2 separate regions of the Mus musculus genome follow, and region 2 is linked to region 1. Evidence: chromatin contacts called from public HiChIP or PLAC-seq data. All regions are on one chromosome and are shown on one strand. The core of a region is the stretch at or near the end of the contact, and the rest is flanking DNA. Distances in the headings are between cores, read along the strand shown. Region 1 holds the start of Als2cl (ALS2 C-terminal like). Region 2 overlaps Ccdc12 (coiled-coil domain containing 12).

Region 1 (4,726 bases), core at 1,218-3,717:
TGTGTGGTGGCATGTGTACTGGCATGACAAATACTACTTGTCCCTGTAGTACTATTTTTATGTCTGATGGGTTTCCTGTGGGGACCAAAGTCAGCCTCCAGGGCTTCTGCATTGGAAGCCATGGGTAGGGAACTGGGCAATGGCCAGGAGACCCCGTGGACACTCCTTTCATGGAGTTGATATAATGGAACTCAAGGCCTAGCTTTGGAGAAGCTGAGGGGTAGTGAATGGACAACCCAGTCACAGAGCCAGGCTAGGATCCAGGCCACCATGGACTTAGCCTGAGGTGGGGGTGGGAGTTAGATAGCCTGGGCCAGTGACACAGCAGCTGGGAGTGCTGGGAGCTGGCTGTTCCTGAACTTGTTGGCCCTAAGCCCGACCCAGAATAGCTCAGGGCTGAGCCCAGCCTGTATGTGCATGAACCTGAGCTAATGTGGTAAGACACTGGTGCGTGCGTAGGGAAGGGCCTTGCATTCTGCATGTGGCTCTATGTCTGTGTGTCAGTCTATGTCCTTGGACACGGATGCACAAGTGCCCACGAATGGGGCTGCTACCATGGAGATGTGTGGCCCAGCTGAGTACATATGTGGCCACATGCCTCCCATGGGGAACTGTATACATGCACATGCCATGTGCAAATCTGTGAGGAGCTGAAACAGGAGCCCTGTGATGAGGTGGGGAAGGGCAGGGGATTCAGTAGATCTCAAACTTTGGGTACTACCGGGGGAGTGGGGCAGAATCCGGCCCTCTGTCAAGGACTAACTGGAAGAGATACCAGGTAGGCCTTGCCTCGAGGCAGATAACAGAACAAGGAGTGGGGATGCATGTGAGAAGGCTGAGTGGATGAGAAAGTCGTCGCATCTCATGAAGGAAGCTGGGATGCCCCTTTCTTCCTCCCAGGCAGGCAGAGGGCAGGGGTTAGAGAAGTAGGTATCTGGGGGATGGTGCATCCTCGGGGGTAGGGGAGGTGGGAGCGGGGTACACAGGAGAGTATTGAAAGCAGCAAAGCTGGGGTTGAGGTGTCACCTCAGTTCAGTACTTGCATGTAGGCATGATCCCCAAAACCCATGTGAAAAAGCAAGGTGTGGTGGCAGACAATTGTAATCCCATTACAGGGAGGCAGGGACAGTCAGGTACTCACTGGGCACTCAGTCTAGTCTATGTGGTTAGGTGAAGGCCTATGAGAGGCTGTCTCAAAAAAAAAAAAAAGCACCAGAGGAGACACAGCCAAACATCACACACACACACACACACACACACACTCACACACTCACACACTCCTGCATGGATATACATACACATCATACATGAAAAAAAAAAAAAAGAACCTGTAATACATTTATCTTTTAAAAAAGTATTTACAAGAAAGAAAGAAAAGGCTGGAAGGAAGGAGATGTTTTGGCCGAGTGGAGAGGGAAGAAGAGGCTCGGGAGGGTTCTTGACGATGGAGAGACCAAGATTGGAGCAGGGAAGTGAACAAGAGCAGCAACCGCGGTAGGGTTCTTGGGCAACAAACTTGGAGCCTGCCACTGTAGGGCAGATTGGCAGAACTTAAATGCTCACCAGAAAGCACCCCAAGGGAGCCAGGGATGCTGAAGTTGGCAGGCCCCTTCTGAGAAACTCTTAGAAGTCTCTTTTCTCTCTGGCAGAATGCATGGAGGCTGTCCAAAACTTGGGTAGGGGGCAGGTGGACTATCCTTGCTCTTTCACAGCTGTCTCCTCCCCAGGCTTCTCTCTGTACTCAGGCTTGGAAGGCTTAGAAGCAACTCAGCCAGGCTAGTCAGCAGCTCCTAGAGGCCGGGTGCCACTGCAGGTGGAGGGGTGACTTGCTTGCTGGCCAAAAGGGAGCCCGGCAGCTGGACAGCAGGCCTCTTTGTTACAGGTTTGAACCATGGTCCCTCCTCCTTCCAAGACTTTGGTTTGGAACTGCGCTGCTCTTTCCAAGGTCGAAGGCTTTGGCACAGGAAACTGGCCAGCTTCAGGCTGTACCCGGAATGAATGCAGGGGGCCTCCTTCAAGGTTACACACAGCAGTAGCTGCTACCAAAGCATGCCCAGTTCAGGGTCTTCGGATCATCATGGCCAACTGCTCTAAGCAACAAGTTTCCCGAATCTACCCAGGGCTCCTTCGCGGGTGTGTGAGGGTGAGGGGGGGGGGGTGCCCAGTGACCCAAAGGGGGTCGGCAAGATTTCAGAGCTACAGCCTGGGCAGAGTTGGTGGGTAAGGAAATCGGGGTGGCCCCAGGCACTGCCTGCCGTCCTCGGATCTGGAGAGGGAGGTAAAAGGCGAAAGACAGCCAGGGTGCGATCCTGGGGAGCTCGCGGACCGACCGAAGGGGAGCTTTCGCAGTCTGGCGGGAGAGGCTCTGGGAGAGAGTTGTTGGCTTGGGGACATTCCGAGGCCGAGCCCCGCCTCCTCGGAGACGCCCCCGCGCGAACAACACCTCGGGGCGGGGCGCGGAGAGGAAGGGCGGCCCGGCGCGGAGCTGCGCGGCCACTCGGGGCACCGCGGCGCAAAGCGCAGGTAAGAGCGCGCGTCGGTGGGCGGGGTCCGCTGCCCCACGAGCTCAGCTGCGGGTGGGGGCTCTCTCCTCCTCCCGCTGCCATGGTCACGAGCCCTCCATCTTCGGTCTCAGCTTCCTCCTCCCGGTCCCGTGGCCGCCCGGCTCCGGTTTAAACGCAGCGCGGGGTCCAACCCCTAGCAGCAGTGCGGAGCGCGAGCACCGTGCCCTGCGTCCAGGCCAGAACCCAGGTGCGAGTTTATCACCCAGAGGGAGAGAGGCTGCCAGGAGCAGGTGACCTGGCTGGTCAGGGCGGAAGGGCTGACAGAGAAGCCGAAAAGGTGGTGTTGCCTGCCTGGGAGGAGCCTAGACGGATGTCCGAATGTTGGAGCAGAGTAGTTTGGAACTGACTAATGCAGTCGGGAAAAGCTAATGCGGAGACTGGGAGGCATGTAGGGCAAGAGAGGCAGAGAAGGGGCTGAAGACTGGAGGGCCCGTGTGACAGTTTTGTGCACTTGCCTGGAGCACTTTCTCCACTGCCCACCGGGCATGTAGGTTGATTAATGGGCCTCTAGCATAGTCCAGGAAAAGCAGAAATAAGGTCCATGCCACTCCAGATCAGGAAATACCAGAGTGAGTGCCATGCTAGGGTGCGGCTTAAGGGGCCTGAGGGGCCAGAACTGGGTGAGGGCAGGGAAGGCCCCAGTGACCCTGCTTGGGAGCGATCTGGTGTGGACAGAGGCCAAGAATGCAAGGGAAAGGTCTAGCTACTGTTTAGATGGCCACAAGGACAATAGCTGAGTCACCTGTGCACCCAGCTTAACTTTTTTGGCCTCACCCTGCAGCTTTTGAACCAAGTCTACCCGGGGTGAGAAGGGAGGCTGGGCCCTACTAGGAATGCTGGGTGTACCTCAGTGAGTCACCCAGCACCTCTGAGCCACTTAGTTCTCGTGAGCCTGTTAGGGCTGGGAGTGAGGGGCCTGGGTCTGAGCTCTGCACCTGATCTACAGATAGTATCTCTACACCCTCCTGGACTTTCCATGCCTCAAATTCACCGTTTGCACAGCCTGCCACTCAGGACCCCAGAGTTGGCAGGAGGGAGAGTATGAGGAAGCCGTGTTGTTGACCAGAGGGCTATGGGATGGGTGCTGGGCCCAGGGCTAGAGAGAATATTCTTGCTGGCTCATACTCTCAAACACTCGTGTCTGGCCTTTTACTCACGACACCGCTTCTAGCTCCTAGCTGGGAGACTTCTATATCAGACTCCAGATGTAGCCTTCCTGGGCCACCTTTACCATCCATGTTTAATGTCTGCCCTTTCCTCTGGTGATGTGATTTCCTGGGGGTGGAAATCCTTCTGGGACCACAGACCTAAAAGGTACTACTATAGAGTTAGTGGCTGCTAATCTGGGTCTGTCGTATCTACCCAGGTCCAGTCTATCCATGCCAAGAGAAGCGTCTCTCTACAGTTTATTCTTTTGAGGGGCAACCACAGGAGTCTGAAATGTCCTGGTCTAGTTAGATCTCCTTTTCAGAGAGGACCAGGGATGGGTAAGCTATGACATATCAGGCTGAGATGGATCTCTTGTGGACAGCCGGCTAAATGTGGGCAGGGTACCAGGGTAGTTCAAGGTTATAGGGATAGACGTTCCAGTCTATCAATGTCTGGAAACATGGTTGAGGGTCAGGGAGGCCCAGGTCACTTGGCCCACCTCAGTCCCTCAGCTGGGCTCTCATGGCCAGTGGAAACCAGATGCCGAACCAGAGGATCCCGAGTCTGTCCTCCTCACCCTCTGCTTGTCTGTGTTTGGGGGGAGGCACTATGTTTACTGCCAGCAAAGATGGCTCCTGTTGGGTGTCTAGCGGCTTCCTTTTCCTGTCTCTCCTCCTCCCCATGCAGCCAAACTGCAGCAGGAAAGGTGGGGCAGGAATGTCTGGGCCAGAGTTCTGAGGTCCCCGCCCTGCTCTGTTCTGCAGCCAGTTCTCCTGAGCCCTAGGTTCTGCCAGGGACCTGTGATGCTCTCATGACATTTGGGGTGCCTGCCTACCTGCCCATCATTGGCCACCCCGATGACATCTGACTCACCCCAGTCTGCTCATTTCAAACGTTTTCAGAGTGTCAGGACAAGGCAGAGTGAAAACGCTTTAACCCCACCCCGAGGCGTCCCTCCGGGTCAGGCCACTTGGGCAGATGAACATCCTTGCCAAGTGAAGACAGTGAGGGCT
Region 2 (4,726 bases), core at 955-3,454, 200 kb before region 1:
GTGGACGTCTGTCTGTAACCCCAGTGCCTTTGGCAGCCCAGGCTAGCCTCCAACTCTTACCACTAAGGATGACCCTGACTTCCTGATCCTCCTTGCCTCTGTCTTCCCAAGTGTATTACAGACACTTGGCCACCATTTCCAACTCTTGGAATCCATCTTCAATCCATTTTGCTGCCACCAGAGAAGTGTTCGATCCCCCCCCCCCCCCCCACGCAGGGTATCATTCCCAGTTCTCAGTCCTAGGTGGTATATAGGGCCAGCAGCCGGGACACTTTTCCTACTGCAAAGTCTGCACAGAGAGTGGGTGTGGCCGTGTTAGGCTCCTCCTGTGCAGTGGGCCACTCCCTGCTGCCAGTGACGGTGAGGTAGATGGAAGTGAGACCTCAAGTCTAACCTGGTTTCTGCCCTTCTCTTGCTGAGTACTTTATCTGAACCTACTGTAGCCCTTTAGACATTACATCACTCGCGTGGTTTCTCTCTCTCTTCTTGTCCTGCGTGCTCTGTGTCCAGAGCCCACTGTGGTGACCGCAGTAGCCTTTAGACGGTTGGCCACTTCCTCTTCTAGTTCAGCTTCTTGAGCTCTGACTTGGGCTTCTCAGCTAGTGTGCAGAGTTAGGTCCTGAGAGCAGGCAGGCCATTAGTCATGCTGGCTCCTAGGTCTTGCTGGGGAGTTCCTGATTTGGTAGGTGCTGTATATCACAGGCCCTCCTGCTGCGGTCCAGTTCCTCTTGAGCTAGACAACGTTTGAGGCCTTTGCAGTGCCACAGGTTGGTAGTTGTAGTTTGACTTGGTCTAAGAATGGGCCGTGGTTGTAATTCTCTTGTTGCTGTGGCCGTTTGAGATTTTCAAAGTGTGATGCAGTTGGGAAACATCGGTCAGCAGGCTGACCCAGCATTTCTCTGCTGTGAGTTATGAGGTACCAAGTAGGTGCCTCAGCTGTCCTGAACCAGGTTGTTTGTGTGGGATGATACGGATCCCAGATAAGAACAGGGTCTAGCCGGGCGGTGGTGGCACACACCTTTAATCCCAGCACTTGGGAGGCAGAGGCAGGTGGATTTTTGAGTTCGAGGCCAACCTGGTCTACAGAGTGAGTTCCAGGACAGCCAGGGCTACACAGATAAACCCTGTCTCGAAAAAAAGAAAAGAAAAGAAAAGAAAAAAGAAAAGAAAAGAAAAGAAAAGAAAAGAAAAGAAAAACAGGATCTAGAGAGCCTCCTCGTGTGTCCACAAGTGCAGCATGAGGGGATATGCCAGCAGCTAAAAGGGTCCAGACAGACAGACTCTGAGAGCCCTCTGTCTGCTCTCCTGAGGGGCTCTCCTGACCCACACTGAGCTTGTTACTTAAGTGACTTCAGCAGTGGCCTTTGTCCTTTCCTTCCTGGCTCTTGTTAAATGTTCTTCATAAACGCCGTCATTTACATGGTTGATACACGGCTGTCTTTCCTCTTCAGCTGACCTCTGCATCCTGTCCAGCATGGCCTTCCCGCTGCACCTGTGCCTTTGGAAGGTGCCCTGTTCCCTCTGCCTGGATATAGGATTCAGTGTCATCATATCTGTTCCTTCCTGTGACCCTAGCGGTCCTTGCCATGCCCACTGGCTCCAGGTGGCTGCGGGCTTCATCCTCTCTGGTTCCCACCGTCCCAGGCCCCTGTGGCTTTGATGCCGTCTGGTGATTATACACTTACTGTTCCCTCAACTGCCCCCAGCTCCCTGCCGCAGCAAGTTCACCTCAGTTGCTGTCACCCTTGCTAGATGACAGGGCTTGGGCACATGGGTTTCGTGAGTTGCCTGGGCTGAGATTTTTCTTCAAGAAGAGCAGACTTGCCTTTTGGACAAATCCAGTGGTTATTTAAACGCCCACAGGCCAAAGTGATTGAAGGCTTCTAGCCAGCCCAGCTGGGCAAAGAGCTGGGCATCCTTGCCCTTCCCTTTCCCCATTCCTTCCTCTTTTCTGAACTGTTAGATTACATTCCTAAAGCTAGCCACTAAGATCTATTTCCTTATTTGGCCACTTTCTCCCCTGAAGCTGACCACCAAGGTCCAGCTATTAAAGTGTTGAAGCCCAGCAGTCAAAGCCCCATCTTTGCTACCCTAGTTAACCTGGCCCATCAAAATGAAAGCTGCTCATCCTAGCACAGGTTTCCCTTCATAAAGCACCATTGCCTGTGGGCCACAGGTTCTCTTTATCCAGAGGCAGTCCTTTGTCCCTCTGGAACAATACTCCATTCTCCTTCTCCCTTGTCCTCTGTCTCCTGTCTTTGTCTCTTGCTCCCTGCCCTTTGTCCCTCTGGGGCAAATAGATCTCCTCTTTGCTAAGAACTTGGTCTTGGGGGTTCGGTTCCAACTCTAATCCTGTTGGTGATATTAAGCAGTTTGAACTTTGTGGGGGCTCATGAAGTCAGACAATGGCATTGCCACAGTCTTACGCAGGTGTGGGCTACTGGAGCTTTGTCAGTGGTCCATAGAGAATGACGGTGAGATTTTAGTTGGTATTAGACATGGAAGAAGCCGGACACCGCCAGGAGCCCTGTGTCCTAGCTATGGCATTGGCTGATGGGGATGGCACTGCTCATGTGTAAGGTTAGAGAATCAACCTATTTTAAGAAAGTCAATTCTCACCCCCAGCAGTGATAACACATGCCTTTAATCCCAGAACTCCGGGGGTGGGGGTGGGGTGTTGGTGGTGCTACATATTCAAATGCTAAATACTGGGCCCCAAGGTCTGGTTGCCCCCAACAAGGAGATCACCAGGTCCACCAAAGGATGCTGTGTAAACCTTGTCCCCGGGTTATCCCAGATTGGTTAATAAAGATGCTTACATCATGGGCTGGGCAGAAGAGAGGGGGTGGAGCAAAGGATCCCAGGCTTGGTGTCTCCGGCAGGGACCACAAGGAGGAGAGGAAGGAGGTGGCCACTGGGCAGGTGGATCTTAGCTCATGGCCACGGAGGGCTGGCCTGATGGAGTAGGAGAGGCTCAGGTGAACACAGCAAGTGATATCTCGGGGATGGCACAGGCAAGTAGACAAAATAGAGGGCTGATGTCTGCCCAGCTCTAGTGCTTTAAAGCTTATTATAAATCTAAAGGTCTCAGTGTCTTTTATCTGGGAATAATGATAGTGTGAAGTGGAGTAGAAACCCCTAGTAGATATTTAAAGACAACAAGGGGGTGTAGCAACAAAATAATAAGAGCCACTACAGGCAGATCTCTGAGATCAAGACCAGCCTGGTCTACAGAGTGAGCTCCAGAACAGCCAGGGCTACACGGAGAGACCCTGTCTGGAAAGGTCAGTTCCCTCCTCCTGGGATCTAGGGATTGAGCTCAGGGCAGGAGATCTGTGTGGCAAGTTCCCTTTACCTCCTGAGCTCCTCATGCCCTGCTTCTTGTTTGTTTGTTTGTTTGTTTGTTTGTGTTTCTCTGTTTTGTCTTGAGACAGGGTCTCTTGTAGCTGAGAATGACCTTGAACTCTTGGTGCCCCTGCTCTGCCTCCCTGATTCTGAGATTTCAGACATGTACCACTCTGGCCTGGTTTATATGGTATTTGGTATCAAACATAAGGCTACTTTCTTGCTAGAAGCACTCTGTCAACTGATTTACATCCTGTTTAAGCAAAAACAAACAAACAAACCAACAAACAAACTAGTTTATTATTTAGAAGGGGACTTGTGCCATCACTTCAGGCATGTGGAGGTCAAGGGACAACTCATGCAAATGGGCTATAGCTTTGCTGCATGTATCCTTCCATGCACCCTGCCTCAGCAGTTGATTGAGCCCAGGTCATAGGTGCTGTTGACATAGGTGCATCTTGTCGGGTGCCTGTGTTGCCTGACAAGAGTGGAAGTGGACAAGGCACTTTTGGAAGGACCCAGAAATGGTGCAAATAAGCAGAGCTGGCTTGGATGTGTGTTGTGTGTGGGAAGTGGAAGGGTGTCTTCTGCAGGGCCATGAGGTTCTGGGCTCTTGCTTATCATTTGCAGATCCCAGGATGGTGAGAACTGGGGAGATGGACTCCCTCCTGGCTCAGCCTCGGCATCCTAGGATGGAATGGAGGAAGGGGAAGCCATGTGCTCTTCCAGCCTGGCCTAGCAGCAGCAGGAACAGAGATGCTGGGTGGCTGTACCAGGCCCACAACTGATGATCAGTTGACCCTTCCCTGGCTGACTACCATGAAGTCCCGGAAGAGGTCCCAGGCACCTTCCTCTAGTGACAATTTTGGAATCTTGGTTTATTTAAAAAACAAAAAACAAAACAAAACCAAAAAACAACAACAAAAAACCAACACAGAACTATTATAAGAATACGTTTTTGTTTTTTTTTGTTTTTTTGTTTTGTTTTGTTTTCCATTTTTTATTAGGTATTTAGCTCATTTACATTTCCAATGCTATACCAAAAGTCCCCCATATCCACCCACCCCCACTCCCCTGCCCACCCACTCCCCCTTTTTGGCCCTGGTGTTCCCCTGTACTGGGGCATATAAAGTTTGCAAGTCCAATGGGCCTCTACGTTTTTGTTTTAATCCAGGTGGGGGAATATGGGGCTGCTTCAGACTGTCCACTGCAGCTGACTATGATTTGCCTCATGCTCTAGCAGGGGCATGATTTTGCCAGCAGCAAATAGTTTCTGGGATTGTGTGATGGTGCAAACTCTGGGGACTTTTCGGAGGCTGGTAGGGCCCTGTGAAGTAAGATGAGTCATTGGCTGTTGGTCATGGTTTGTTAAGTAGTACTG

Evidence for each region. HiChIP or PLAC-seq counts read pairs in DNA pulled down with a chosen protein or histone mark.
Region 2: an H3K4me3 HiChIP or PLAC-seq map of bone marrow-derived macrophages shows a contact between it and region 1, with 2.2 times the contacts expected there. The contact joins the enhancer-like site here to the promoter of Als2cl in region 1. A contact is called at or near these places in 2 of 39 promoter capture datasets (cranial neural crest and liver), 1 of 484 Hi-C or Micro-C datasets (liver), 4 of 115 datasets of contacts at active chromatin or transcription factors (bone marrow-derived macrophages, embryonic stem cells, kidney and 1 more) and 2 of 9 other capture datasets (adipose tissue and liver).

The regions. Positions count from the first base shown.
Region 1 is chr9:110,877,707-110,882,432 of GRCm38.p6, forward strand. Als2cl (ALS2 C-terminal like) reads left to right here and starts at 2,468. Exons shown (of 27, transcript NM_001146059.1): 1 at 2,468-2,523. It overlaps Tmie (transmembrane inner ear), which reads right to left and starts at 2,367. Exons shown (of 6, transcript NM_146260.3): 1 at 1,564-2,367.
Region 2 is chr9:110,676,232-110,680,957 of GRCm38.p6, forward strand. The region is part of intron 1 of Ccdc12 (coiled-coil domain containing 12); the gene reads left to right. Among named protein-coding and RNA genes, the nearest start is that of Gm35715, 3.4 kb to the left of the region's middle. Within about 2 kb of position 2,205, at least 15 of the 459 cell types and tissues checked have an H3K27ac peak or open chromatin away from gene starts, as enhancers often do. A contact at or near this core is called in bone marrow-derived macrophages, where this site is marked.